Linked DNA regions of Mus musculus: all the other regions are linked to region 1. Evidence: chromatin contacts called from public promoter capture Hi-C data. All regions are on one chromosome and are shown on one strand. The core of a region is the stretch at or near the end of the contact, and the rest is flanking DNA. Distances in the headings are between cores, read along the strand shown. Region 1 holds the start of Tppp (tubulin polymerization promoting protein). Region 2 holds the start of Ahrr (aryl-hydrocarbon receptor repressor). Region 3 holds the start of Clptm1l (CLPTM1-like).

The links. Promoter capture Hi-C pulls out the DNA fragments that hold promoters and counts their contacts.
Region 2: a promoter capture Hi-C map of embryonic stem cells shows a contact between it and region 1, with 7 times the contacts expected there. The contact joins the promoter of Ahrr here to the promoter of Tppp in region 1. A contact is called at or near these places in 15 of 39 promoter capture datasets (the 3T3-L1 cell line, 3T3-L1-derived adipocytes, the C10 cell line and 10 more), 1 of 15 datasets of contacts at CTCF or cohesin (embryonic stem cells), 3 of 484 Hi-C or Micro-C datasets (bone marrow, cortical neurons and embryonic stem cells), 3 of 115 datasets of contacts at active chromatin or transcription factors (pancreatic cancer cells, pro-B cells and stem cell-derived neural progenitor cells) and 1 of 9 other capture datasets (adipose tissue).
Region 3: a contact with region 1 is called in a promoter capture Hi-C map of pre-B cells. The contact joins the promoter of Clptm1l here to the promoter of Tppp in region 1. A contact is called at or near these places in 5 of 39 promoter capture datasets (the C10 cell line, cranial neural crest, liver and 2 more), 1 of 484 Hi-C or Micro-C datasets (embryonic stem cells) and 1 of 9 other capture datasets (adipose tissue).

The regions. Positions count from the first base shown.
Region 1 is chr13:74,007,276-74,011,704 of GRCm38.p6, reverse strand. Tppp (tubulin polymerization promoting protein) reads right to left here and starts at 2,286. Exons shown (of 4, transcript NM_182839.2): 1 at 2,196-2,286. It overlaps Gm15912 (predicted gene 15912), which reads left to right and starts at 2,351. Exons shown (of 3, transcript NR_168519.1): 1 at 2,351-2,629; 2 at 2,711-2,886; 3 at 3,241-3,576.
Region 2 is chr13:74,289,129-74,293,904 of GRCm38.p6, reverse strand. Ahrr (aryl-hydrocarbon receptor repressor) reads left to right here and starts at 1,574. Exons shown (of 11, transcript NM_009644.3): 1 at 1,574-1,674.
Region 3 is chr13:73,601,578-73,605,843 of GRCm38.p6, reverse strand. Clptm1l (CLPTM1-like) reads right to left here and starts at 1,842. Exons shown (of 17, transcript NM_146047.2): 1 at 1,445-1,842; 2 at 814-914. The coding sequence starts at 1,606.

The DNA of each region.
Region 1 (4,429 bases), core at 1,037-3,536:
TGAACCAACCCCCCTCATACTTGCCTGAAAGAGACCAAAGAAACCCTTACATTTGGGCATTTAGACATCAAACCATGACTTAAAGCTAAGTTACATCATTGTACCGTTACGGAGACCTTGGGTCCAAAGAGGTCTCATTCTTCATCAGGAAAAGTCATTCTGTCCATGGAGTTTTCCCTGATAACAGTAAACCATTTGTGGGGCACACAAGTGCAGGCTTCAGTTCACAGAAACCACACCCTCTGGGACCCCAGCAGGGCTGCTCCATTCTATTCCTGCCTTGGACAAAGACACTACGGAAAGGCTTTCCAAGGGCTGCAGAGGTAAGATAGAGAACAGATCTGAGGGTACTATGGGTGGATGCTGTAGGTCTTCGAGGAGCTACCGTAGGTGGGAAATGCTCAGAGTGATGCCATTGGTGAAGGATGCCATAAAGAGACTCCTGCGGGTCATATGTGGAACTGTCATGGGTGGGGCTATTTTGATTGGGAGGTGGTATAGGTAGGGAGATGCTGTGGACAGGAAAAGTCCTGGCCATAAATAGAGAATGCTGAGGTAGCAACACTGTGACCCTTCTCTATGAAGAAACTGGTCTTTCCAGGTTGAATCGGCACTAGGAGCCCCCATGAGGGTGTTAGGGACTGGAAGCCATGTCTGAACCCTGGCTGTGGCTGAGCAGCTCCAACTCTTCCTTTCAGGAGGAAGTGGTAAGCTCCATTCTCCTGCATGGGGGGTCTCTGGGCACACAGCCTTCCTGGGCGAGGGAGATGGGATGGACAAGGCTGTAAGGTTCCCTTCCCTGGCAAAACTGAAATCACACCTCCTACAGGCTCCTCCTTCAGTCGTGCACTATAAATAGGACAGCAGGCCCTGCTGAGGAAGCTGGGTCTCATCCTCCCTGAAGCTCAGCAGAGCTGTCTGCAGGGCCCCATTCTGCAGACTTCTCCCAAGCCTCCACCCCTCATGTCTGGTTTCAGTGTTCTTAAACGGAATTTTCTAATGCTTATAAAAATTTCCAAAACCTTAGATGATAGTTAAAATAGCCATGTACCACAACCTCAAGAAATGGAGAAGGCGGACCCAAGGAGCACCAAGAGGAAAACGTGCAGCTGCGCAGGTCGCCCTCACTTCACCATCGGTTAAGACAGGGATTCTCAAAGCTGTCTATTCAAATACGCCACTTGAATAGGGCACCTTTTCTAATGGCGAGTCCCGGTGGTAATCAGGAGCTTTTCTGAATAGAGGAGTCCTTTAGAGACGCTCAGATTGTGCCCCTCCCCCTCGCCAGTCCTTCAGGGTCACGTGACGGGAGAGGGGCTGGCACGCGAGCAGAAACAGCAGCCGGCCGCCAGAGAATCCAGCTAAAGACAAGCAGGGTTTCGCGCCCCCCACCCAACTCTCCCCCGCTCCCCCAAACACACACAACATTGCTCCAGTCGTGGAGAGCTCGCGCCGCCTAAGAAAGCCACCTACACGGCCAAGGGAGCCCAGATACGCAAGTGGGCTCTGGGCCGAACGCCTCCATTCGCCCCAGGACACGCACAGGACCAATCACCAGGACACAGCCTGTCCAAAGCTGCGCCACAAAGGGTACTACTCGTCTTCCTCACCTAGTTCAAGGCCTCGTTTACATAACCGAAACCGCCGAGCAAGGGTCGAGTCCTCCCTCTCCTTCGCGCAAACGTGGGCATTCAACATGCGACCCTGACAAAACCCTCGCCATCTCGAATGAGAGATGCAGGCTCGAAAGGAGGGTGACATAGAGAACTGGCGCTGTCACCTGCAGGACGCAACGCGCGCTCAGGATTCTGGACCCATGAACCCCCGGCAGCTCCAGCTCCGGTATGCACAGCTCCGGGCGGTGGCTTCTCTTTACCCCGTTTTCCACCAGGTTCCACGAGCAGCGACCCGGGTCGCTGGCACGAGGCCTGGCACCTTGGTCTGGTGGGGAGCCGTGGGGTGTTTTCTGTCCACCGTATCAAGTGCCGACGCAATGCGCCTGGCTCAGTGTAAACGCATACCCATTCTTGACACCACTGCTCTGAGATCTCAAAGGAACTAGTTGCTTCAGCAACTAGACCTGATCTAGCCACTGCAGAGAGTGACAGGTGGCCAGCCTCACGGACCGGAGGGGTCCCGAGCCTTGGCCCCAGAACCGCGCCTCGGACCACGGACAGCGCCCAGCGCAAGCTTACCTCCAAAACGCGTCCACTGCTGCGCCTCAGCGACTAGACGCGCGCCCAGGGGCGCCGAGCTCTCAGAGCTGTCCGCCGGGCCCCGCCCTCCGGCACCGCCCACATGCCCCTCCTCCTCCCGCTCCGCCTAGGCGCGCACTAAGGCCCCTCCCAGCAGGAGCGCAGCGCACTGACACCCGAGGCAGCCACTGCCTTACAAGGCTGCCACAGGCACAGCCAGCCTATGGACGCCGCTCGACCCAGGGTGCGGTCGCTGTGGAGCTGTGGAGCGTGGGAACCGGGCTGAGGTTGGGGAAGAGCGACTAGGGCACACCTGGCCCTGGGGCCCCGGGCGTGCGGCCAGTCGCAAGTAGGGAAGCTGAGGCTGGTGGCGCAGTCGCAGACTACACTGCGCACAACCCGTTGCTGATCCCTACCTGCCTGGAGAGCTTGATGTGCGTGGTGAGATGCTGGCCACTCGGGTTACCTGCACGAAAAGGATCCTTAGAGTCTCTGCTGATTTTCCTTCCTTCTAGGGACGCTTGCCACGGGATCTCCACCCCGCTGACTCTGTGGTGAGGTCAGGGTCGCACTGGTGGCTCTGAAGAAGATTATGGGGTTAGCAAGGAGGCAATGGGGCTGGAAGATTTGGTTCAATAGACTCTTCAGTCCTCCAGGTTCTGTCTCAGACTCTAACCAAGTCACCCACTGAGTAAGTGTGTGTGTGTGTGTGTGTGTGTGTGTGTGTGTGTGTGTGAGTGAGTGTGTGTTGGGGAATTTTCTGAGTGTCTGACAAATTAACTCATGCTTGAGGAAACCTTGTTTTGAAACTTCAGAAATGGGGCCCACCTGAGCACTTGGAGCAAATTACCCCTCCCCATGGTAGTCTCTGACCCTCAGATCCCCCGGACTCTCTGCTTTCTTCGGCTACTCAAAAATGACTAAAAAGTTACTTCTAATTCTTGCTCTCCCGAGAATTCCCACTCACCATGGAAGCCATGTGAGTTCAGGACTGTGGGACTATAAGGAATGGAGAACCAGACCCAGACTCTCTCCTTTTTTATAGGGTCTTGGCTTGGCCACTTGCCTTATGTCCCACAAAGCCCCAAGTCCTGCTGTGATGGTTTGTATATGCTTGGCCCAAGAAGTGGCACTATTTGGAGGTGTGGCCTTGTTGGAGTAGGTGTGACCTGGTTGGAGTAGGTGTGTCACTGTGGGCATGGACTTAAGACCCTCACCCTAGCTGCCTGGAAGTGAGTAGCAGCCTTCAGATGAAGATGTAGAACTCTCAGCTCCTCTTGCACCATGCCTGCCTGGATGCTGCCATGCTCCCACCTTGATGATAATGGACTGAACCTCAGAACCTGTAAACCAACCCCAATTAAATGTGTCCTTTATAAGATTTGCCTTGGTCATGGTGTCTGTTCACAGCAGTAAAACCCTAACTAAGAAACCTCCCATTCTCTGAAAATCAACAATGTAAATGAAGTTCTGAAAGCTGAAATACATGTTTATGTTTCTATTAGCATGTTTCGAAATGGTGACTTTATCGTTAAATTTTATTTTTATTTATTGTGTGTGCATATGCCTGTTTGAAAGTATGTGCGCCATTTGCATGCTGGGTGCCCTCGGAAACCAGATGGGTAAGTTAGATTTCTTAGAGCTGGAATTACAGGTAATTGTGGGATGCCTAATGTGGGTTCTGGGGATTAAATACAGGAAGACTTGTATCAATATAATAAAGTTCTAGAGGCCCGGCTGTTAACAACCATAGTCCAAGATGTCAGCTTGACGGGTTCGGATCATGGCTTCTGACCTGACCCTCCTGCAGCATGACAGCTGCTGAAGTTTCAAGGCTCTTACCTGCGACAATCTGTATAGGAGACCTGCACCAAATCCAATGGATGTGCCTCTGGTGAGCATCCCTCATAGTGACCCAGCAAAACACCTCTGCTGGGGTGATGGTGGCCCTCCAAATTCACTACATTTGGAACCTCAAAATATGACCTTACATGTAAACAGGGTCTTGGTCTGGGGACATAGTTCGGGGGGGAAAAGGCTTCTTTTCCTGTTTGGAGATCCAGGACCACAAAAAGTCCATGAGGGTGTCTGCATTTGAAATTATTGTTGCTACTTTCAGATGGGAGCTTGTCTTAGATTATCCCAGTGGATCCTATATCCAGGAGTCTGTGTCCACATGACCCCTGCAGTATCAGAGCACATAACCTAGGCAGACCACCATATACAGGTTTAGG
Region 2 (4,776 bases), core at 325-2,824, 280 kb before region 1:
AAGCCCAAATTCTTAGGGTACCTATAGATGCCAGTGCCCCCCCCCCATCACCAGGTTATGCAGAGCAGAACCTCTCTCAGATACCATCACCACCTCATTATCACTGCAGTGATGGTGTTTGAGAGATACACAAGAATCACAAACTATGAAAATTAAAAACAAATTTACAATAACTTCAGTTCTAACAGACCAAGTTTTTCTAGGCATAGTTTACATTAAAAAAAAAACAGATTAAAATACAATTAATCATTTTTTTTAAAAAAACTGTGGTAGTGAGCCAGGTGGTGACGGCACACGCCTTTAATCCCAACACTCAGGAGACAGGCAGGTGGATCTCTGAGTTCTAGGAAAGCCAGAGTTACACTGAGAAACTCTATCTAGAAACAAACAAGCAAGCAAACAAACAAAACCAAAAATAAACAAAAAACATGGTAGTGTAGGTGCACGTTGTCTGATACAAAAACCCAATATAAATACATTTATCCAACCATTATTGCTGAGCCTCTGTTGTCTGCCACGCAGAGTTGTTTACAAAATAGAGAACAGAACTGCCCTTATGTTTCCAGATTCTCTGACAAAACTCGCGAACTAGTTGTTCACGTTCAGAGCTGTGCACAGAAGAGGCAAAGTACCTTTTACTTCTGAGATCCCAGGGCTGGTCCCTTGTTCCCTTGTAGGGAAGAGAATGCCTTCAGAACAAACAGCCAGTTCAAATCTAAGGAGCAGAAGCAAGCAAGGGTACTTTGGAGGAACCCTAGCCAATGGACAGTGTGATACTCGGGTGCTTCCCAAGAGCCTGAAACGTGGGCAGGGTCAAAATCAGGACTGGGTGCCTAGGTGGAAGGTGGGAGGGACTGGATGAGGGGTGGGACATGGAGAGCAGACTGCCCACACGAAGAACTTCAGAGATTCCAGGAGTCTCTGAACCTTGTGCTTGTTAGTAAGAGTCACGATGCCTAGGCCAGGCGGGACAGCCGAATAGGTATGTTTAGGGCTGAGCCTATCCACCATGTGGTGTCCTGAAAAGCTTAGACGAGAATGTCCCCTGAAAGACCCCAATGTACCTAATATTTCTCATTCTTGGTAAATTCTGTGTCAGAAAGTAGCAAACTAATACTTTATGCTTTGCAAAGTATAAACATACTGTATCTTTAATCTTTTTTATTTTCCAAACAACTCTATAGCGCAAGAAAGGAGGAACACGCTAAGTCTTGGTTACCTATTCTGATCTCATTCTCTGGCCCCAGGGGCCAAGGGGCCCCAACCCACAGCTCCGCAAAAGGAAGGACTCCCTGGATTTTCTTAGGACCAGGTGGGATTTGGTGCACAAACTGGAGGCTTGCTCTGGGATCTCCAAAGGCCCGGGTAAAAACATATTTAGGCACAAAGATCACGGGTACCCGAAGAGCAAGCGGTGACACCCTATCCAGGCACTCAGACCCGGGGACCCTAAATATTGAAAGGGCGCGTGGCAGGCAGGGACAAGGATGTGCGTGCGCCCTCTGCCGCTTTTCCCTTGCGTCTGCCGCTTCGGGCGGGGCGGCTCGCGTGCTGGGGTGGGGCTTTCCTTCTCTAGTCTGAGGCCAGGTCCCAGAGATGAGAGAGCTGACAGCTCCTGGCCTCCGCGGCTCCCTCAGCGGGCGCGCCCGATCTTCTGCGCCCCGCCTGCCCCGGGTAAGTACTCTTGGACTTCACGGGGCTCTCTGGTCTTTGCCTCTGCTGTAGCCACTCTGAGATTGTCCAGCTTGGTCTGGGGCCCCTTCTGCTACACATTTTTGCATCTGGAGGGTCCAGAATTGCTGAAAGTGATGGGCACTCCAGGGGCTTCTCTCTTGGCATCAGACCTTTGAGGGAAGCCAGTCAGGTTCTTCAGTTTTGAGGAGTCAGTTTTCTCTTGACTTGGGTATCCTGTCCCCAAACTCCTTCACTCCCGAAAATGAGCCAGGGAATACCTGTCCCGCATTGGAGAGTCCTTTTGCCTTGGACCTAATGTCTTTTAGAAGTTTTTTGCAGATGATGGCAAGGGGGCTCCTCACAGGCCGCCTTAGCTATCCCTGGGACTGGAGCACCACGGGCACAGCCAGCGAAAGTGGCGCAGTAGCAAGCCCTTTCATGGAGATCAGAGGGCAGTAACAAGGGATTCACGCTTTGGAGGGACTTCCACCATTCCGGGAATTGTCCAATTAGTGGCACCAGAAATATTTGCCTTCTCCAATTTTGAGAAGCAGAAAATTACGGTGTATGGCTTCTTTCAGAAAGAGACAGGACCCTGGTGTTGCTGAAAATCTTAGTGGTACAAACCCTGGAGTCCTCGGCCTTGTGTTGCTTCCCCAGTCCCAGTTGGAGAGCTCTCTCTATTGGGGACAACTCTCGTTCCCCTCCCGGGGCTTCTCCTGGAAGGAGGTTCAGGCTTTGCACAGTTCTAGTACAAGGGTCCCCCCACCCTCCAAAAGGTCTATTTTTTGCAGCTGTTTCTACGGTTTGGATTCATGAGATCTTTCTCACTTTGGCTACCCTTGTCCGGGGTGCGAGGTGTAACTTGGCTCCTCAGGACTGTATCCAGCTAAACTTAGAGGCTCAACTCTAGGAGAAGCTTATGTGTACACCTTGGGTGATACCCCAGAGCTTGGGGGTACTGTACAGTGTAATTTAACTTCTCCTAGCCTGATCAAGGAACTCATAGTAGGAGACACTCTAGGCCTCAGAGTCTGGTTCACTTTTGCCCATCATGGGGAGTGGCCTGCCTTGGTATGAGACCCTGACGCAGTGAGCAGTGGCTGTCTTTTTTCATGAGCAGGGGCATGGCCAAGTGCTGATTATTCCAGACTAGGATACCTACTGAGCTAATCCAGCAGCCCTGTGAGGTGTCTATTGCCAACCATCTGATGATATTGTAATAGACCATTTGACTGTGTCTGTGCAGAACTGGCAGTATTTGTGTTCAGAACTAGTATATTCTTTCTACCTTGTGTTCCCAGTAACCCAACATGGCCTCAGGGTTATCATGGATGCAAGACTGGAAAGAAGACTAGAATGTTGCTAACAAGCACACAAGGGACTGCTTTCTGTTTCTACTTTCTACTTATTTGTTATATATGACAAACAGTTGTTACTTTCACTTGAGAAATTTGGTCAGCTCATGTCTCAGTGAGTAGAAGATCCATAGGCCACAGAGGTCAGGCCCTGCTGTCAGCATAGGGTTTTCCTATGAAGATCACTCACATGTTTGTTGCCCATAGGCCCATGGCTCCTCTTTGACTACTAGAATCTCTGTGTGGAGGGTCTCCCCAATCAGTCTTCATTGAATAGATGTCCCCTATCTGCTTCTAGGGTATGGAAATGAGACGTAGTTGGCTCCAAGGGCCATTTGTGTGAAGTTGGTCTGATCCGATAGAGAAGGGCACACAGCATTTGGTAAAATGGACCATCTAGCTGTAGTGATGTTAACACTGTGCTGGGGATCTAGACAGAGACCAAGGTGCAGGACAAAACTCAAAGCAGTTGTTTGAAGACTTGAGGAGACTGTCTGTGGGTCCCAACAAGTGGCATCTTGCTCTCCCCGATGTAGGGGTATAGAGCAGCATCTATCAACTCTTGGTGCTTTATGCAAGAACCTGTATTTTAGGAATCGTTCCTCACATTTCAATGGAGACATGGAGATACATAACCTAGACTACAACGATCAACAAGTGGCTGTTCATGAGGCTGGACAGGGTCATGCTGCACCCAGATCATTGCCTTTGTTGCAGTTCCTGCCATATGAGGTAGAAGAGTAAAGATGGTTTGCACCAACCTCTTGTTGGTCTCTGTGCTCCTAAGCATCCTTGGTTGATTCCTATCCTAACTTTTAGTTCTGTTCCTGCCTTGAGGCTCTTTGCCCATGAGACTGGTCAGGCTGGTGGTGCTGGGGCTTGGGTTCTTCTAGGATGTAGGGTAACCCCCTTCCATCACTGTATTTACCTGAAGGTTCGTCCAGTGGTATGTATAGTATGTACGTGGCCCTCTGAGGATGTCAGGAAGCATCCCTGGCCTGTTCTCTGGGGCCAGGCCTGGGTGTGGCTTGGAAGTTTCCTGTCTGAGTTGAAAGTCCTTTGCAGACCCAGTGGGATGGTTTGCGTTCTGGCCTCCAGCCACTGCTTACCCAACCTGGTTTCTTGGAGAATTCCACTGACTGAACCTGTGGCTGGACATATGTTGAGGCCAGCATCTCACAGGCCATCGTGCTCTAGCTCATAGCCACTGCTCGCCACACATCTCTCTATCCATCCAAACCCTTCTGTTTCCCCAACCCTGCTCCTTTAGGTATTCTCCCCTTCAGCCTGAAAAATTTCCTCTGACCTCATCACTCTTGAAGCTCCCTGCTCTTTCTATGGTTCAACTGTAGTGGTTTCTAGGCCCATATGTGATATGACTTTGTATTAGTCAGGGTTCTCTAGAGTCACAGAACTTACGGATAGTCTCTAGTTAGTAAAGGAATTTATTGATAACTTACAGTCGGCAGCCCAATTCCTTACAATTGTTCAGTCGCAGCTGTGAATGGAAATCCAAGGATCTAGCAGTTACTCAGTCTCACACGGCAAGCAGGCGAAGGAGCAAGAGCAAGAGCTAGACTCCCTTCTTCCAATGTCCTTATATTGTCTCCAGCAAAAGGTGTAGCCCAGATTAAAGGTGTGTTCCACCACACCTTTAATCCCAGATGAAAGGCATAGCCCAGATTAAAGGTGTGTTCCTTAACTCGGAGATTCAATCTTCTGGAATCCATAGCCACTATGGCTC
Region 3 (4,266 bases), core at 593-3,092, 410 kb after region 1:
TCCTCTAAAGCTTCTAAAAAGAGTTGTTTCCACTGGGGAACTAAGAGGGCTCTGAATACACAGGTGCTGTCTCTACGGACTATTCTGCTGTGGTGTTTCTGGCGGGTACAAACAGACGTGGAGCTCAGGACCAGGACCACTCATGCTTCTTCAACTTCTTCCAGGCTCTAAAATGAATGTTTCACTATCTATCCTGGCACAGGGTGATGAATAGGAGGCGGGATTTGCCCCTATAAAACTAGTGAATGGCACCAGGACGTCCAACCTCCATTTCAAGAGGATGGGCATGGGTAGTTAATAACTACCCTAGGGCCACAGGCTAATAGGCATGGACAGTGATGCACTGGGTGGGAGCTAAAGACTGGTTGGCTAGTGAGCTTGATACCTGTTGGGCAGTACAGGATCTTGATTGGATGAGCAATTTTACAAATTTTATTTGAACTTTTGCACGTTAAAATCATATGTCAAATGCTAAGCCATGTTAATTCCCAAAAGTTACTGTATATAGCTGAGCATTGAGATTTATATTCTAATGCCAAAGGTCACTTACTTGTAAGTAACAAGTGAACTAACTACTCTTACTAGGTAGGCCAATGTATCATTCCTTGGGAGACTACATGGGCTGTAGTAAACCACGCTGCCCTTAGATTGCAGTAAAAGCTACTTGCTAAGTGACAAACACCTGTTACTTTCAGCTTGACTGTTTACACAGACCCTAGACAGGAGTGCTTCTATAGGATGTCCTCACTCTACATACAATGCTATCCATGACATCCTGGAACCCATCTCTGGCAATCTGTCCCACATCCACACCTTTCAAATTTGGAATCCACATCAAAGTCTTCCACGTTCAAGATCAGGTCCACATTGTTCTCTGCACCAAGGCTGGACCGTGTGGTGGTGTAAACACTCAGCTGGAAAGAGTGAGCAAGAATGAATAGCCAAAAGGTCCTGATAGAAAACATGTAACTATTGTGAGAGGGTAGCAATCTGAGGGCTACCTCTCAGAGGGTGAGCTTGGGCAAGATGGCCTGTGTGACACTGCTGTGAACAAGGAACCTAACTGTAGAGCTGACCTGTCCGGAATTCCCACTAGAAGCAGGAAGTGACACAGGTGATAAGAGGGCAGAGCTAGCAGCCTGACTCCCATATGGCTGGAGATCTCCTGTTAACTTCCACTGGGGTCCCGTTAGGAAACACGTGTAGGGCAACTGGATCTCAGTTATAATCGGGGTAGGGCAGAGCACCAAGGGGTAACAAGAGAGCAGCAGAGAACAGAGAAGTCTCAACTCCAGCTCTCACTGCCACCTAACCAGAACATTGGACAGTGACATCAGTGATAAGGGGCAAAACTGGTAGCCCGAAACCCTCTGACCAGTGCCAGTAGGGGGTGGGTGGTAGCACCCGGCCGGGAGGCGCCTTCTTAGGGCTCCCGGACGCTCACCTGCAGTTTGGGCCGCAGGGCCAGATAGGGCTGGATGCAGTTGGAGTCACCCGAGCACGGACGGGTATAGACGATACCGTACATGACCCAGCAGGTATGCACCACGTACACCAGGAACACGCCCACCACCAAGCTGGTAAAAGAGCTGCGGCCGCTCCACATGGCGCCGCAACCTGCGGGCCGAGCGCCGCCGCCGCCCGCCGCTCACGGGAGAGCCGCTGCGCGCCACCGCCACCGCCGCGGGGAAACCAACGCGCCTCGCGCGGGCCGCCGGCCGCCCCGCATGCTCCCGATAACCCACACCCGGCGCTGGGGGATTGGCCGGATTTGCCGGCCACCGCTTCCGGGAACCGAGCAGCTGGCGGAAGTGGACGCGCACGGCCCTCTGGGAGCCAGACGCTCCGCCACGCACTCGCAACCTCACGACGACCGCACGACCGGCGCGCGCGCGTGACGTCAGCCTCTTGCGCCGTACTCCCGGCATGCCTGTGGGAGCCCAGGTCCGCCACCAACCTTGGCGGCACCCGGTTCTTGGAAATTTTTTCTTTGCGTTGCTCTTCTTAAGGCCCTGTGCAGCCTTACGGCGGCGCCCCAGGATGATGGCGGGGACGACCCTGATCCTGGCTCTTCAAAGTCTAGGGGAGCGTCCAAAAGTTAAGAAAACACGGAGGAGACTCAGGAAACTCAAATACCGATTTCTCGGGTGTGAGGTTACTGTGTTGATAACATGCAGTTCAAGATGGCCAGAAAAGGTCAAAAAGAGTTTTTACAGGTCACTTGCCCCTTTTGTCAGAAGAATAAGTTCCTTTGCGGTAATATAAATCTTAATCCTGGCTAACATGCAAAGGTAGGTTATATCTCAAGAAGATCTTTTTCCCGGACTTCCCATTACTCATTCAGATAAAACCATCTGGGTTCTTAAATTTATTTATTCACTTTACATCCCGATGTCAGCCCCTACTCTCCTCTTATCCTCTCCCCTGTCCCCTCTCCCCTTCTCATCTCAGAAGGGGGTAGGCCACTCAGATAAACCATCGGAGTCCATTAATTGTTCACTTTACGTCCTGATGCCAGCCCCTACTCTCTTCCCTACTCCCTCTCCCCTTCTCTGAGAAGGGGAGGCTCCACTGGGTACCAACCCACCCCTGGCACATCAAGTCACTGCAGGACTGGCCACATTCTCTCCCACTGAGGCCAGACAAGGCAGCCTAGTTAGGGGAACGGGATCCACAGGTAGGCAACACTGGGACAGACCCGGGTCCATTTGTTGGGGAACTTGAATGAAGACCAAGCTGCACATCTGCTATATATGTGTTGGGGTGGGGTGTAGGTCCAGTCCATGTATGCTCTTTGGTTGGTGGTTTAGTCTTTGGGAGACCCCCAAGGGCCCAGGTTAGTTGACTCTGTTGGTCTTGTGGACTCCTGTCCCCCCCAGATCTCAATTCTTGCTCCAACTTTTCTATAAGACTCCCCAAGCTCTGTCTAATGTTTAGCTGTGGGTCTCTGTATCTGTTTCAGTCAGCTGCTGGGTAGAGCCTCTTAAGAGGACAGTTATGCTAGGCTCCTCTCTGCAAGAATAACAGAGTATCAGGTTCTTCTGGCCTTCATTTTAATCTTCTTAAATATTTCTTGGTTTAGGGTATACACAGTTTCTAGAGTGAAGTGGCCAGTGCTGTGACAGCCCAGGACGATGGCCTGCAGAGATCAAGCAAAAAATGATATTTCCTGTTTTCAGAAGCTTGTTGGCTGTTGGTGCTTTTCATTAGTGACCAGCTCCTTACTCTATGGTGGCCTCAGAAACTTAAGTTTTGGAGCTCATTGTTCTCAAAACGGCATTCTCATGTTTCTCACACGTGTAATCAGAAGTGTGATTGGGCATTTTCTAAAAATGGTGCTTTTAAATAGAAGGTTTCAGAAATGGAGCACCTATTTCAGCATGAGGGTATCTTAGGGTTTCTATTGCTTCGATGAACACCATAACTGAAAGAAATTTGGAGAGGAAAGGGTTTATTATGCTTATGTATCCACATCACTAAAGGATATCAAGGAAGGTTCTGAAGCAGAAGCCATGGAGGAATGCTGCTTACTAGTTTACTCCCATGGCTTGCTCAGCTTGTTTTTCTATAGCACCCAGGATCAACAGCCCACGGGTGGCACTGCCACATTAGTCATCAATCAAGAAGATGTACCACAGACCAATCTGGTGGGGACATTTTCTCAGTTGAGGTTCCCTCTTCCCAAAAGACTTTCAACTTGTGTCAGACTGACACTAAACCTCCTAGCACAGAGCTTGGGAGGAATCACGGGGACACTGGCTTCGTCTGAACAGGTGGGGACAGGGTTTGTGGTTACAAAGACAGGGGTGGTACTTGGTTACAAACTCCTTTGGGGCTGGAGTAGGATCATTGAATCCATCTGAGACTTCTTATACTTCTACACCTTTATCAAATGGATCTCTTCTTCAGAGTCATTTATTCCTATGATTTTGTCAGCATTGCAGTGACATTTGACAGTCCTATGTCTCTGGCCTTCCCTCCAGTTGATCTCGGTGATGTAACCCTAATGAACAGGAAGCCGTCAAGCTCTTTGTAAAATTGCCTTGCTCACAGGTTACTCTTCCTATTGTCGTCAGCCCGTGGACGAACCTATGATCTTCAGTAGACTGGTGGAGTGAGGCTCTTGGCAACTACAAATGCTAGGATGAAGGGAGGCCTCAGAATTGAGTTTCAGAACCTAGGAGCTCTGGGAATTCCCACTATTTCCCAAAAGCCTAATTTTTTCATCAGGTTCCAGGTCTATTTTTATACCTGGAAGGGGCTTGG